Regions from separate parts of the Mus musculus genome. Here all the other regions are linked to region 2. A link is a contact called in public ChIA-PET and promoter capture Hi-C data. All regions are on one chromosome and are shown on one strand. The core of a region is the stretch at or near the end of the contact, and the rest is flanking DNA. Distances in the headings are between cores, read along the strand shown.

Region 1 (4,278 bases), core at 1,737-4,236, 580 kb after region 2:
TTTTTTTTTTTTTTTTCTGGCTGGCACCAGGGCTTTAGATTTTCCCTTCTTGAAACAGAAAAAAAAATCCTGGGGAAATTCCAATTCCTTGAGGTTTATTGTTTCATTAATGTGATAGCCAAATGGAGGGTCACAGCTGTCTCTTTACAGGGATGTTCTTTTTTTTCTTTTACACTGCCACCTGATGTTGCATCTTCAAATGTGTTGGGCTGCATTTATAGCTGCCCTGGGACGTGTGTAGACTTTAGGAGGCATGTTGAGCAAACCTAATTCACAACATTAGGACAATTACAAAGATGCCATTATGTCCAATCAACATACCTGTGAACATGTGGTGTGGAGGAGATACTTTATAATAGACCTAGGAAGTTAACCAATGATAGAAATCACTCTCTCCATGCTGGGGTATTATCTGCTTGACCTTGCATTTGCAAAGGTCTTGTTGATGTTATCCTAATTGCAGTGAACTCATCTTTGGAACTGCTCTGTTGTAGGTGGAAAAAACTATTTCGTAGTAATTGTCCACTGCCTCAGGCTCATAATATCTCTCCAAACATACCTTAGTTCCTTCTAACTTCCATTTACATTTGACCTCTATATCTTACCTACTAGATAAAAACACTTAGAATGCACAGATAAGCCTGAAAGATGCCCAGATTCCATGAGCCCTAAAACTAAGAATGCTATAAACAACTGTTTCTGATAGGAGAGATTATCTTAGATTGTAGTTTATCCACCTTGTGACTCTCCTGATGTATTCTGTAGATAAATGCATTCATGACTTTATTTTGCTTTGTGATTTCAACAATTCACATCATCTCCTTTACAACAGAATGCTGATCTTTATGGTAGTTTCTGAGCCAGTTATATTGGCACAGAATAATAGTCTTATTTCTTGTAAAGCATTACTGATAGTTTATGTGGATAGATCCTAGTTGGCTTCATTTTCAGTTTAGAGTCCAGAAGTGCTTCATTTCATTAAACAGAAAGGGCTAGCGGGAACATAAGAAAGCAGAAAAAGAACAAAAAAGTGAATTGACAATTTCAGTATTATTTTCCTTACAAGACAGAGTCAACGAGACATAATAGTACCAATATAACTGATTGTATTACCATTAGTGACTTCAACTGTCATTTTATGTAAGGCTTAAGGCAGAGAGACTTTATTGCTGTGCAAAAGGAAGCTAATAATTTAAAGGATTTGCACACCATGACTTTTCCCCCTGATCTCTTAGAAGTTTGGTAAAAAGCTCAGGTTCCTTTGGAATTTTATTATGAGTGATTCCATTTTGATTTTTAGACTGTTTTATTGGGGCCTAGTGTAATTAGTTGAATCTATGGAATACTGTAATTTTATTTATCTGTTTGTATGTTTGTGTGTTTTGAGAAAGGACATCACTATCTAACCTTGGCTAACCTAGAACTCACTGTGAAGAACAGGCTGACTTTTAACTCACAGAGATCCACCTGCCTCTGCTTGCTAAGTGCTGGGAGTAAATGTGTGTACCACCACCCTTTTCTGGAATACTGTAATTTTAAATAAACATGTTAACATCTTTCTTCTGAGTTTGTTGGTGTGATATAATGGCACTTTACTGGTTGTAGCTTTCAGAAAACTTTTTGTGTTCTGGGTGAAAAGGAACACAGTTAACTGGCTTGACTTATTTTGTCTCTTTGCTGTTTCTGCTGACTTGGGAACTGACATTGCATGTGGAAGTATAGCATCAAGCTTAAGACTAGGAAACACAAGGAAAAAGGGGAAAGAGATAGTTTGTGAAAGGTCATGAGTTAGTTTGAATGTTCATAGACTCTTGTGCTTATTTAGTACTCAGTGATGATGCTGTTTTTGGATGTTGTGCAAAGTTTTGGACATGAGGCCTTCAGATGTAAGGCCACAGAGACTCAGGGTTAGAGAGCTATAGGCCACTTCTGGCTCTTCTCTGCATCTCTGATGCCTGATAGGTTGAGATGTACACATCAAGCAGCAAGGTCCTGTCACCACTGATGGCACCTCAGACGTCACTCATCTCCATGAAACATGAGCAAACCAAATCCTTCATCCCTAAAGTTGCTTTTCATGAGGTGTCTCGTTGAATGATGAGAAACTGATAGGCCTTGGTCTAACTAGATACCCAAGACATATAAACCCATGCAGTTCTGCAGTATATAAAATTCTGTACTAATTGGCACCTAGGTTTTGGCCCTAAGAAGTAGCTGAAAGATATGTATACAGACATAGGCAGCACTCTTCACTTTAAATCCAAAACATACACATATTCTCTTCATTTATCATCTCAGAATTTTTTCGCCATCCATGACCTCTAACTTTTCACTGTTAACTGTTAGCTGCTACTAACCTAGTCTAAGGCACTATGTCTGTCACCTACAAAAACACAATATTCTCTTTTTTATCTATTTTGTGGTGTCTCACACCTGTAGTTCCAGCATTTGGGATGAAGAGATAGGATAATGAGAAGTTCAACTAATCCTTTTCCTTATATTGGGTTTCAGGATATCATGGGCTTCATGACACCCTTTCTCAATAAATGTCTCAAAGGAAAAAAATGTCCACAGCAGCACAGTACAGGCTGCTGAATCTCTCTGTTTCTTCTCTCTAGTGTTCTGCAGTACCATTCCAGACATCTCAGCCTCTTCATACTTGAATCCTTGTCTCCTTCTGTTCACTGGGATGTCTATGCTCTTTATGGCTACTTCAACCTTTTTTTTTTTTTTTTTTTGCACTGACCTTAGCAGTACGCTGAAGTAGCAGTAGGACTTATCTCATTCATTATTCTCTTCTTAGGGACCAGGTACCAAAAGCTAAACAATAATGGCAATACATGTCTATCTAGTTCCCTAGTTTTATGGTGTAAAACTTCTTTCCTCATGACTACAGGCAACTATAAGCACTTATCAGATATGTGTAACATTTAGCCTCTAATCTAGTTACCTAAGTCAGAGTACACTGGCATGAGGTTTTCAGTGAGAACACAATTCTTGCTTCAAAGGGAATAAAAGTGTTTACTTTGAGCAAATATGAGAGAACATGGGCCAGAAACAAGTAGATAAGTTGCTTTTTCTTATAAATCTGTAAGTGGTTACATGAGCTTTTGTTAGTCACAAAACAAATAAAAGTCAGACGTCAAAGACCAATGCATGTACCAAATACATTGACAGGCATATTAGGTAAACAAACATGTTACAGCAAAGTGAGGGAAATCTTTACCTTGCATAGAACATATCTGATGACATTCTTAGCTCTTGGCTTGGTGAGTATTAGTTCTTGCTAAGAGCATATTTCAAAAGTCTTTCTTGATAGGAAGCCTTAAATAAGATACAGAGCTCAATGATAAAAGGCGATTAAAAGAACTAAAAATAGCTCAAGACAATTTTGGGTCTGCAAAATTTTAGCTCTCCACAATGAATTCCAATCAATAAATCAGTTCGCAGAATCTTTAACATAGGTGAAGCTTTTTGGGGGACTCAAGTTCTTGTAATAGAAGAAGTGAAATTCAAGCAGGGAAGTTTTCAGAGCAAGGTGTAGACTGTAGGTATTTTACACTGAAGGCTTTTCTTCCCCTTAATCCACACCATCCCTCCCCCAGCTTGGATGCTGTGAGCATCCATCCTTCAGTTACTGTCGCTTCAGTCTCTGTCCTCTACCAAGATTTGGTGTTCGCAACCAGCAAGTCTCCCGCTAGTACCCCTCTAGACCCCATTCATGCTAACTGGGAAGGGTCTTAAACAACCAAGTTAATAGACCACTCAGAAGAGCTTAAAACCACCTGTTTCATTATGTACTCAAGTTGTAAATTTTCTAATTCTCTCTATTTAGACATCTGATTCTCATTGGCCTACATCTCTACCAACAGTCAACGAGAAAACTAGCTATGAGCACATACTGCAGTCAGCATCACTTAAGAAAATGTCATTCTTCCAGAAAGATTGTAAGAAAGGGTAACTATCTGTCTCTCTATATCTGGCTCTGACAAGAGGCTGGAATTCACCAATGTAGACATCACTTCTTAGGAGCAGTCTTCTAGGGCCTTTCTGTGAAGAGAAAGGCTATATATAGTTATCGACAACTTCTGTTGCCAGAGTTTTCAGAGCTGTCATAGGAGCAGGTGATGCCCTTGCCCAAAGCCATATCTTCACTCTCCAGCCCATTTCTGATGACCGAATGAGGTGGGGGTGCTATAAAGGCTCAGGATTTACTCTGAGATAAGATGGCTCTGAAGGCTATCAGTTGTTCTGTTGCCCTTCCTCAGGCTTTTATTG
Region 2 (4,014 bases), core at 357-2,856:
GCTCTTCCCCTTCTGTCTCCCGGTGGTAGAAGTAGTTGAAGTTGGAAACAATCACAGGAACTGGCAATGCAATGGTCAAGACACCTGCGATGGCACAAAGAGAGCCCACAATCTTGCCTCCTATGGTCACTGGGTGCATATCACCATAACCAACAGTTGTCATGGTTACTACTGCCCACCAGAAGGCATCCGGGATACTGTTAAAACCCGAAGAAGGGTCGTCTGCCTCAGCAAAGTAGACTGCACTGGAGAAAAGGATGACCCCAATGAAGAGGAAGAATATGAGCAGCCCCAGCTCCCGCATGGAAGCCTTCAGCGTCTGTCCTAGGATCTGCAGCCCCTTAGAATGGCGGGAGAGCTTGAAGATGCGGAAAACCCTTACTAGGCGGATGACTCTCAGGATGGCCAGCGACATGGCCTGCTGCCCATTACCTTGTCGTTCAGCCAGCTCAGTGCCCAGAGTGATAAAATAAGGAATGATGGCCACAATGTCTATCAAGTTCATGATATTTCTGGAGAAGGTGGCTTTACTGGGGCAAGCAAAGAACCGCACCAGAAGCTCAAAGGAGAACCAGATGATGCACAAGGTCTCCACCACGAAGAAGGGGTCCGAGAAGCTGGAGGCTCCAGAAGGGGCCCCCGACGTGCTGTTGTTGGCAGCCTCAAACACGTCCTGCGACGGGGAGGCGGGATAGTCTTTCTCATCGCGAAACTCGGGAAGCGTCTCCAAGCAGAAGATGACAATGGAGATGAGAATGACCAGCACTGACACAATGGCAATGCCCCGGGCCGGCCCGGAGCTCTCCGGATATTCGAAGAGCAGCCACACCTGGCGCTGGAAGTCACGGCGGGGCAGGGGTCGCTCCTCCTCCCGCAGGAAGCCCTCATCCTCACGGAACTTTTCCATGGCCTCCTCACCCAGCTGGTAAAAGCGGATCTCCTCGGAGAAGATGTCGATGGGCACGTTGACCGGCCGGCGAATGCGGCCCCCGGACTGGTAGTAGTAGAGGATGGCGTCGAAGCTGGGTCGGTTGCGGTCGAAGAAGTACTCATTGCGGAGTGGGTCAAAGTACCGCATGCGCCGCTTGGGGTCGCCCAGCAGTGTCTCGGGGAACTGGCAGAGGGTCTTGAGCTGCGTCTCGAAGCGCAGCCCAGAGATGTTGATGACCACACGCTCGCCGCAGCAATCTTGCTCGCCCGCGGCGGGCAGCGCGGGTGGCAGTGGCTCGTAGCGGTCGCAGCCGCCACCGCCGCCGCCACTGCCACAGCCTCCCTGAGGCGGGTCCCCGCCACCGCCTCCCGCCGCCTCTGGCTCCAGCAGGTGGTCCCCGGGCACCACGGTCATGTCTGGCGGCAGCTCGGCGTGGCCGGGGCTCTGCAGGATGCGCGCGCCGCCTCCTGCGGGGTCCGGTGCAGGGTGGGCGCGGTGATGGGTGGAGGGCTGCGGCGGTCGAGCGCGGGAGGCGGCGGTGCTTTCCTTCCCTGCTGGCGGCTGCCGGCCCGAGTCGCTCCTCCTGGAGCTCCCCGCCCCACCGCCGCCTCTGCCCTACGAGCCCGGCCCCGCCGCCTGTTGCTGCGGCTGCCGCGAGGCTCTGTCTGGGCTGGCGCGGCCCGCGGGGCTGCACGGTCCAGACGCCTCCTCCTCCCTCCTCCGCACCCCTCCCCGCGGGGCGCGCGCCCGCCTCTCTGCCACCGCCCCCGGGTTTCCCGCCCACCGCGCGCGCGCGCTCCGCTTCCCGCTTGCCACCCTTGTTCCTCGACCTTCTTTGTCACTGGATCGCCGCCAACTTGCACCCCACTCCCCAGACTCCGCGGAACCCCTACCCAGCCACGCTGGCCTTGGAGGAACCCGGCCGCCTGACCTCGTTCCTGGGCTCTGCTTGCTCGCTCCTGGTCAGCGCGCGTTCCCTTCCCGCGCGTGGTCGAGACCTAATCTCAGGGCTGTTATACCCACGCAAGGACCACACCTCATCCCTCGAAGGGAGGCCTCCTGGCCCTTGACACTTTGCCAAGAAGGGCAAGTTCCACTAGAGTAGGTAACAAAAAGTCCCAAGCAAAGGAGGCATCCAGGCATCCAGACCCTGAATGTCTTGGGAGGAGGGGCTGCAGGCTAGGTTGTCTGGGCTAGTGCAGGATAGGATAGTCTGGGGCCAGCATCCGGATTTAGAGGGGTAGAATAATGCTAAAACCTGGGTGTTGGTGCAGTAAACGATATTTTTGGACAGGAAGCAATGGGTTAATGGGTAACATGGGGTCTCAAGTCTTCCCAGCAGTCTAAAAAGAGGGTCCTTAAAGGCATCTGGAGACCTCATTTTTATAATGGTTAGCTCAGTGCGGGCAGAATCAGGGGCAAGTTTCTGGTTGGGATTAGTGAGGGCAGTGGAAAAAAATAAGAGGGAATGGTAAAGAAAATTCACCACACCTTACTGTGTGACGAACAGGCCCAATACCTAGCGTTTAATTAACACAATGATACCTGCCCTTGCAGTAGGGAACTCGAGAAAGTGTATTTTAGCTGTTAATGTGGGAAAGCCTTCATTTTGCAGATTGTGCCTCTCTTGCTTGATATGGGCCTACAGAAAATATTATCTCCCTTAAACTGTTTCTCTAAATTGTGCTGGTTGCTTTAAACATAATTTCTGTTCCCAGACATTTAGCTACCCCAAGTATAAGTACCAGAGTTACAAAATTCTGTTACCCCCTTGAATCATTGCAATCGTTTGCAAAAGAGGAACTATTGTCTAGACATTCACTCATTCCATGAAGTTAGCTGAAAATTCAGTTTGATGTAAGAGTGATCTGTCGTCATGTTTTTCTTACCCCCTCTCCCAACTACTAAACTATGATAAAGAGGGCTTGCCCAACTTCTGTTGTTAGCAACTTGGAAATCCTGGGATCTCAGCATTTGTTTGTTGTACTGAATTCTGCAACAAGTGATGCTTTGTATTTATTTCTGTCTGCTCTGGGGAGATATTTCTTCTTTTGAGTTCAGGACCCTATTGTGATTCCTGGGCTGGGGAGCGAGGGAGAGCTGAGCCAGCAGTCCAATCACCCTACAAGTTTCTAGAGCAGCATTTGGGGGTGTAACAAGCACCAGGTTTTCGTTTGTTTGTTTGTTTGTTTGTTTGTTTTTGTTTTATCATTCCTTCATGTTTCGCTTTACAACCATCTGAGTGCTGGGCACTGCAGAGAGTGGAGTCTATTGTCAGATGAAGAAACTGGGAAACCATTTAAATCCCTCTTAAATACACAGTTTCAGAGCAATCTGTTGTGCAATGGTCAGCTTCTTATTTTAACCAGTGATTAGGGGAACAGTTGATGAATATTTACATATTTATTTTTGTAAATCTAAGATTGGGAAAGACGGAGTGTCACAAGGAGAGCTCACTGAGAGGCAAAGACCCTATTTTTAAAGACTGTTTCTTGCACTTCTATGTCTGACTGGGGAGATGATTTATTCTTACTTTTGCAGGAATTAATACTGAAATTAATATTAATCAAAGGCAAAGGAGATGAGAGCAGAGGATGGTCCCGTGATGGATGGTCACACGTTTCTCCCTGCTGTAAAGTATCTCTCTTTCAGAATGCCTATTCTCACTGCTTTCATCCATTTGCTTTGTCTGGAAGACCTTGATGGCCTTATTAGGACAGCCCTTATCTTAGAATTGAGATCTAGAGAAGTTTAGCAGTTTAGCTCACATAGCTGGTTAGTGACAGGGCTGGTCCTAAAATCTTGGATCGGTCCCAAATCTAGTGTTTGCAGTATTATATTACACTGGGAAACACTCATGCTGATCACCGTGAGCACTTGATAAATACTGGATTTCAAAGAGCAGCCTATTTGCCTCTGATTGCTGACTGTTCTCTTTCAATTCATATTTATTTGAACTGAAAACCAGTGCCTTTTGATGGCTACTTGTTCGCCTATAGGAAACGGGCTGGTGGGAGCGTTCCAGCCCTGTTGGACAGCAGAACCAGTTGCAACAAATCAATGTCAAAAGTGGCACTTCAGGG
Region 3 (4,461 bases), core at 699-3,198, 900 kb after region 2:
ATAAAAGAAATTAATAATAGTTAAAGAAATATTTGAACTCTTGTGTTCATAGCAGTATTGCCTACAGTAACTAAAACATGGAAGCAACAAGTATCTATCATGGGTGAGTTGATAAATATTCTGTATTGTGTACTTAGACTGGAATGTTCTTTAGGTTTAGAAATGACATTTAGAAGTGACTCTGAATGTCACAAACATAGATGAAACATTATGCTAAATGACCAAAGTAAATCACAAAATGGTAACACTGTAAGGTTTAGTCAATATTAGAATTTTTAGAAGAGAATAAACTGGTCGTTACTGCGGTTGTTTTAAGAAGGAATGCAGCAGATATACTGGATCAGTGGTTAATGGATTGGTTTTGGTTTGGTTTTTGTATGGAGTTCAAATTCTTTAAGGTGAAAAAGAATGGTAGTGATGTTTGACCAGTATCAATAAACTGAACTATATAATTAAGAAGGATCAGTAAGGCAAATATTAAAGTCATTTTACTACAACACAACATACGAATGAGGACAAGGTACTGTGACAAGTGAATGTCAGTTCAGGAATAGTGACTGCAGCTGTCAGTAAATGAGAGGGCTCTCTTTTCTCTACACCCTCGTCTCTTTTGTTGAGAATTTTTAAACTGTATTTTGATCATATTCACTTCCTCCCCTATCTCCTCCTAAATCCACCCATTTCCTTATCTACACAATTTTGTGTTCTCATGTTTTCAAACTCATTGAGACTAATTTGTGCTGCTTATATATTCTTGAGTTGTGTGACACTTTTAAAAAAACTGACTTCTAAACCCTATCAATTATCAATAGCATCTCAGCTAGGGGTGGAACTTCATGGCCTACTTTCCTCTCAATGGTGGTATTTGTCTGGTTTGACCTTTTGGAGTTCTTATGTATACTGTCACAACTGTTGTTAATTTGTGTGTCCCTACAACTGCTCTGTAGTATTTAGAAAACAGTTTCCTTGTATTTATCCTCTGCCTCTGGCTCCTACAATCTTTTGAAAACCCCTTCTGTGATGAGCCCTGAGCTGTAGGAGGAGAAGGGATATGACATAGATGTCTCATTTAGGGTTAAGCGCTCCAAGTTTCTTATTCTCTGTGCCTTGACTAGTTGCAGGTCTTTGTGTCAATTGCTATCTACTGCAGAAAGAAGTTTTTCTGCTAAGTTCTGGAAAGGCATTAAGTCACTAGGAGTCAGTTTGACACTGCTGATAAAGACTCTTGTAAGCCTCTTTGCTGGGCAGGTACTTCATGCTACACAGTCCATAGCGCATATCTAGCCACTGCTTCTAATTTCAGTATTACTAAAACAGTTCCAGATCCCCAGCAAGATTAACAGAAAGTTGTGGATTTTATTCCTCAGCAACCCCAGCAGCATTGCAAATACTACAGAGTCCTTGATAATGGTTCCTAGGCTACTGATTCATCACCAAACATCAAATATCTTCCACAGTAGAAAATGTATGGTGGTTGGCTCCACAATTTCTCTCTCTCTCTCTCTCTCTCTCTCTCTCTCTCTCTCTCTCTCTCTCTCTCTCTCTCTCTCTCTCTCTCTCTCTCTCTCTCCCTCTCCCTCCAACCCATACATAGCTGGTATTTCTAAGTAAAGAAAAGTTTTCAACAAAACTGTGAAAAATCAAGAACACCGATGTTTTGGCTACCAATTTTATTGCATAAGGTTAAAGGGAAGATAGTTACTTTTGGTGAGGAGTAAAGGAGAGTGCAGAAATTTCTGGAAGAATGGCATTAGGTTCATGGCCAGTTGCAGCAATTACAGCTGGTATCAAAAACAAGCCCTGCTTGACAATGCTGCTGGTATGTGATTCCATTGATGCACTGCCAAAAAGCATTTCTGTCATCTGCCACAGGGTAGAGGCCATCTGCTTTGTCGGCACAGAATCCACTGCCTCCAGAGCTTCCTCCGGAGCTTCCACCCCCACTCCCACTTCCTGGAGGAGTAGTCACTGGCTCGGAAGGCACGTCAGGAGCTGTGCAACCTGAAACATACAAGTAGAGTGAGTCGATGGGTGGGCTTGATGAAGCAGTGGCAGTAAAGTAAACTATGTGCATTATAGCCAGAATATGGATGCAATTAGCTGCAGTCTCACAACTGAAGAGGCTGTAAGACATAGCAGGAACTAAGAAAAGATGTAATGTGAATGCATGCCAGCATTATCTTGTTCTCTCTTTTGCTATCTAAGACATTCAAGAAAGACCTAATATGCAAAAACAGATATTTTTAAGATATGACTGTAAATACCTCTGAAAGAAAAACATGGGAACAGGTAGGAAGGTTGAAATATTCCCTGAGTGATGGAGTGGATATATAAGAATACAGGCAAAGCTTCCTGTTAATTCTCCCCAGGAGCCTAAGCAAGACATTGAATAAGGAACACACACCACACACACACACACACACACACACAGAGAGAGAGAGAGAGAGAGAGAGAGAGAGAGAGAGAGAGAGAGAGAGAAACTTGTATGTAAAAAAGTAAGCACAATTTCTTCAGACTCTTACAAACCTTGAAATCCTAGAAAATCTGATCTCACACACTCCAAAAATAAGCTTGGTTTTCCATAATTCCCTTAGAAATTAGGATTTAGGGAATGTCAATAACTTTTCTGTCACCTGGACAAGTGCAACAGACTGAAATGGGAAGAATATCCCAAGACAATAGGAGTGAGAATGCCAAGACTGCCTTTAAATTAATAAGCAGACATTATTAACACATACATACGTACATACATACATACATACATACACACACAGACACACACACAGGACACTAATGCAGTCATTTACCTTCAGTGGATATGCCAAGGGCTTTGTTCAAAGTAGAAGTCAGAGGAAATTTTCCCTGATCACAGAAAGAGCCAGTGAAGTCATCAAGGTCAATGGCCCAGATCATGGCACCTCCAAAATTGTTCTGCTTAAGCCACTGAGCCTGTTTAAGAGTAGAGGGTAGAAGGTTCCTTTGATTTCCTGAGCCTTGGGTCTGTTATGGCAGCAAATCCAAGGAGCTGGCCTTACCTTAACACTGAAGCTCTTGATATTGTCATAGCCAAGCCACTCGTTGGCCTTATAGGCATAGGGCACTTCTTGGGAGGCATCCCAGACCTCAGTGGCTCCACTTCTCAGAAAGGTGCAAATCTTTGAATGTCAAGAGAATCAAACCCTTTAAATATTAACCCCATTAAAGAGAAAACACATTATCTTCTTTCCATTCATATCCCCAGTTAGGGTTACCTAAATTTTACAATTCAGTTTTTTGTAGAAAGTAAAACTGAGTTATTTTCTCTTTGCATTGATGGAGATGAGACCCAGAACTTGCCATATTAAATAAGTACATGCTCTATCACCCTCACTTTATTACATCCCAAGTCTGAGATTCCACATTACACCAATCAGAATGAGTAAGATCAAAATCTCAGGTGACAGCAAATGCTGGTGAGGATGTGGAGAATGAGGAACACTCCTCCATTGCTGGTGGGATTGCAAGCTGGTACAACCACTCTTCAAATCAGTTTGGCGGTTCCTCAGAAAATTGGACATAGTACTACCTGAGATCCCAGCTATACCACTCCTGGGCATATACCCAGAAGATGCTCCAACATGTAATAAGAACACATATTCTACTATGTTCATAGCAGCCTTATTTATAATAGCCAGAAGCTGGAAAGAACCCAGATGTCCCTCCACAGAGGAATGGATACAGAAAATGTGGTACTTTTACACAATGGAGTACTATTTAGCTATTAAAAACAATGACTTCATGAAATTCTTAGGCAAAGGGATGGAACTAGAAAATATCGTCCTGAGTGAGGTAACCAAATCATAAAAGAACACATGTGGTATGCCTTCACTGACAAGTGGATAATAGCCCAGAGGCTCAGAATATCCAAGATACAATTCACAGACCACATGAAGCTCAATAAGAAAGAAGACCAAATTGTGGATACTTCCATCCTTCTTAGAAGGGGGAACAAAATACCCATGGGAGGAGATATAGAGACAATATATGGAGCAGAGACTGAAGGAATGGCCATTCAGAGACTGCCCCAACTGTGGATTCAACCCATATAAATTTACCAGAACCAGATACTATTTTGGATGCCAAGAAGTGATTGCTGACAGGAGCCTGATATAGTTGTCTCTTGAGAGTCTCTGCCAGTGCCTGACAAATACAGAAGTAGATGCTCTCAGGCAACCATTGGACTGAGCACAGGGTACCCAATAGAAGAGCTAGAGAAAGGACCCAAGGAGCTGAAGGGTTTGCAGCCCCATAGGAGGAACAACAATGTGAACCAACCAGTACCTCCAGAGCTCCCAAGAACTAAACCACCAACCAAAGAGTACACATGGAGGGATCCAGCCACATATGTAGCAGAGGGTGGCCTTGTTGGACATCAATGAAAGCAGAGGCCATTGGTCCTGTGAAGGTTCAATGCCCCAGTGT

What was found. Promoter capture Hi-C pulls out the DNA fragments that hold promoters and counts their contacts. ChIA-PET counts read pairs in DNA pulled down with a chosen protein or histone mark.
Region 1: an RNA polymerase II ChIA-PET map of memory CD8 T cells shows a contact between it and region 2, with 160 read pairs. The contact joins the enhancer-like site here to the promoter of Kcna3 in region 2. A contact is called at or near these places in 1 of 39 promoter capture datasets (the C10 cell line), 5 of 115 datasets of contacts at active chromatin or transcription factors (the 230-238 cell line, large pre-B cells, memory CD8 T cells and 1 more) and 1 of 9 other capture datasets (embryonic stem cells).
Region 3: a contact with region 2 is called in a promoter capture Hi-C map of hippocampal neurons, with 3 times the contacts expected there. The contact joins the enhancer-like site here to the promoter of Kcna3 in region 2. A contact is called at or near these places in 5 of 39 promoter capture datasets (frontonasal cranial neural crest, hippocampal neurons, liver and 1 more) and 1 of 9 other capture datasets (embryonic stem cells).

What each region holds. Positions count from the first base shown.
Region 1 is chr3:106,456,404-106,460,681 of GRCm38.p6, reverse strand. No RefSeq gene overlaps it. Among named protein-coding and RNA genes, the nearest start is that of 2010016I18Rik, 27 kb to the left of the region's middle. Within about 2 kb of position 2,986, at least 5 of the 459 cell types and tissues checked have an H3K27ac peak or open chromatin away from gene starts, as enhancers often do.
Region 2 is chr3:107,033,754-107,037,767 of GRCm38.p6, reverse strand. It overlaps Kcna3 (potassium voltage-gated channel, shaker-related subfamily, member 3), which reads right to left and starts at 1,606. Exons shown (of 1, transcript NM_008418.2): 1 at 1-1,606. The coding sequence starts at 1,345.
Region 3 is chr3:106,129,313-106,133,773 of GRCm38.p6, reverse strand. It overlaps Chia1 (chitinase, acidic 1), which reads right to left. Exons shown (of 11, transcript NM_023186.3): 9 at 3,036-3,155; 10 at 2,808-2,949; 11 at 1,656-2,001. The coding sequence ends at 1,757. Among named protein-coding and RNA genes, the nearest start is that of Chia1, 18 kb to the right of the region's middle. Within about 2 kb of position 1,948, at least 24 of the 459 cell types and tissues checked have an H3K27ac peak or open chromatin away from gene starts, as enhancers often do. A contact at or near this core is called in hippocampal neurons, where this site is marked.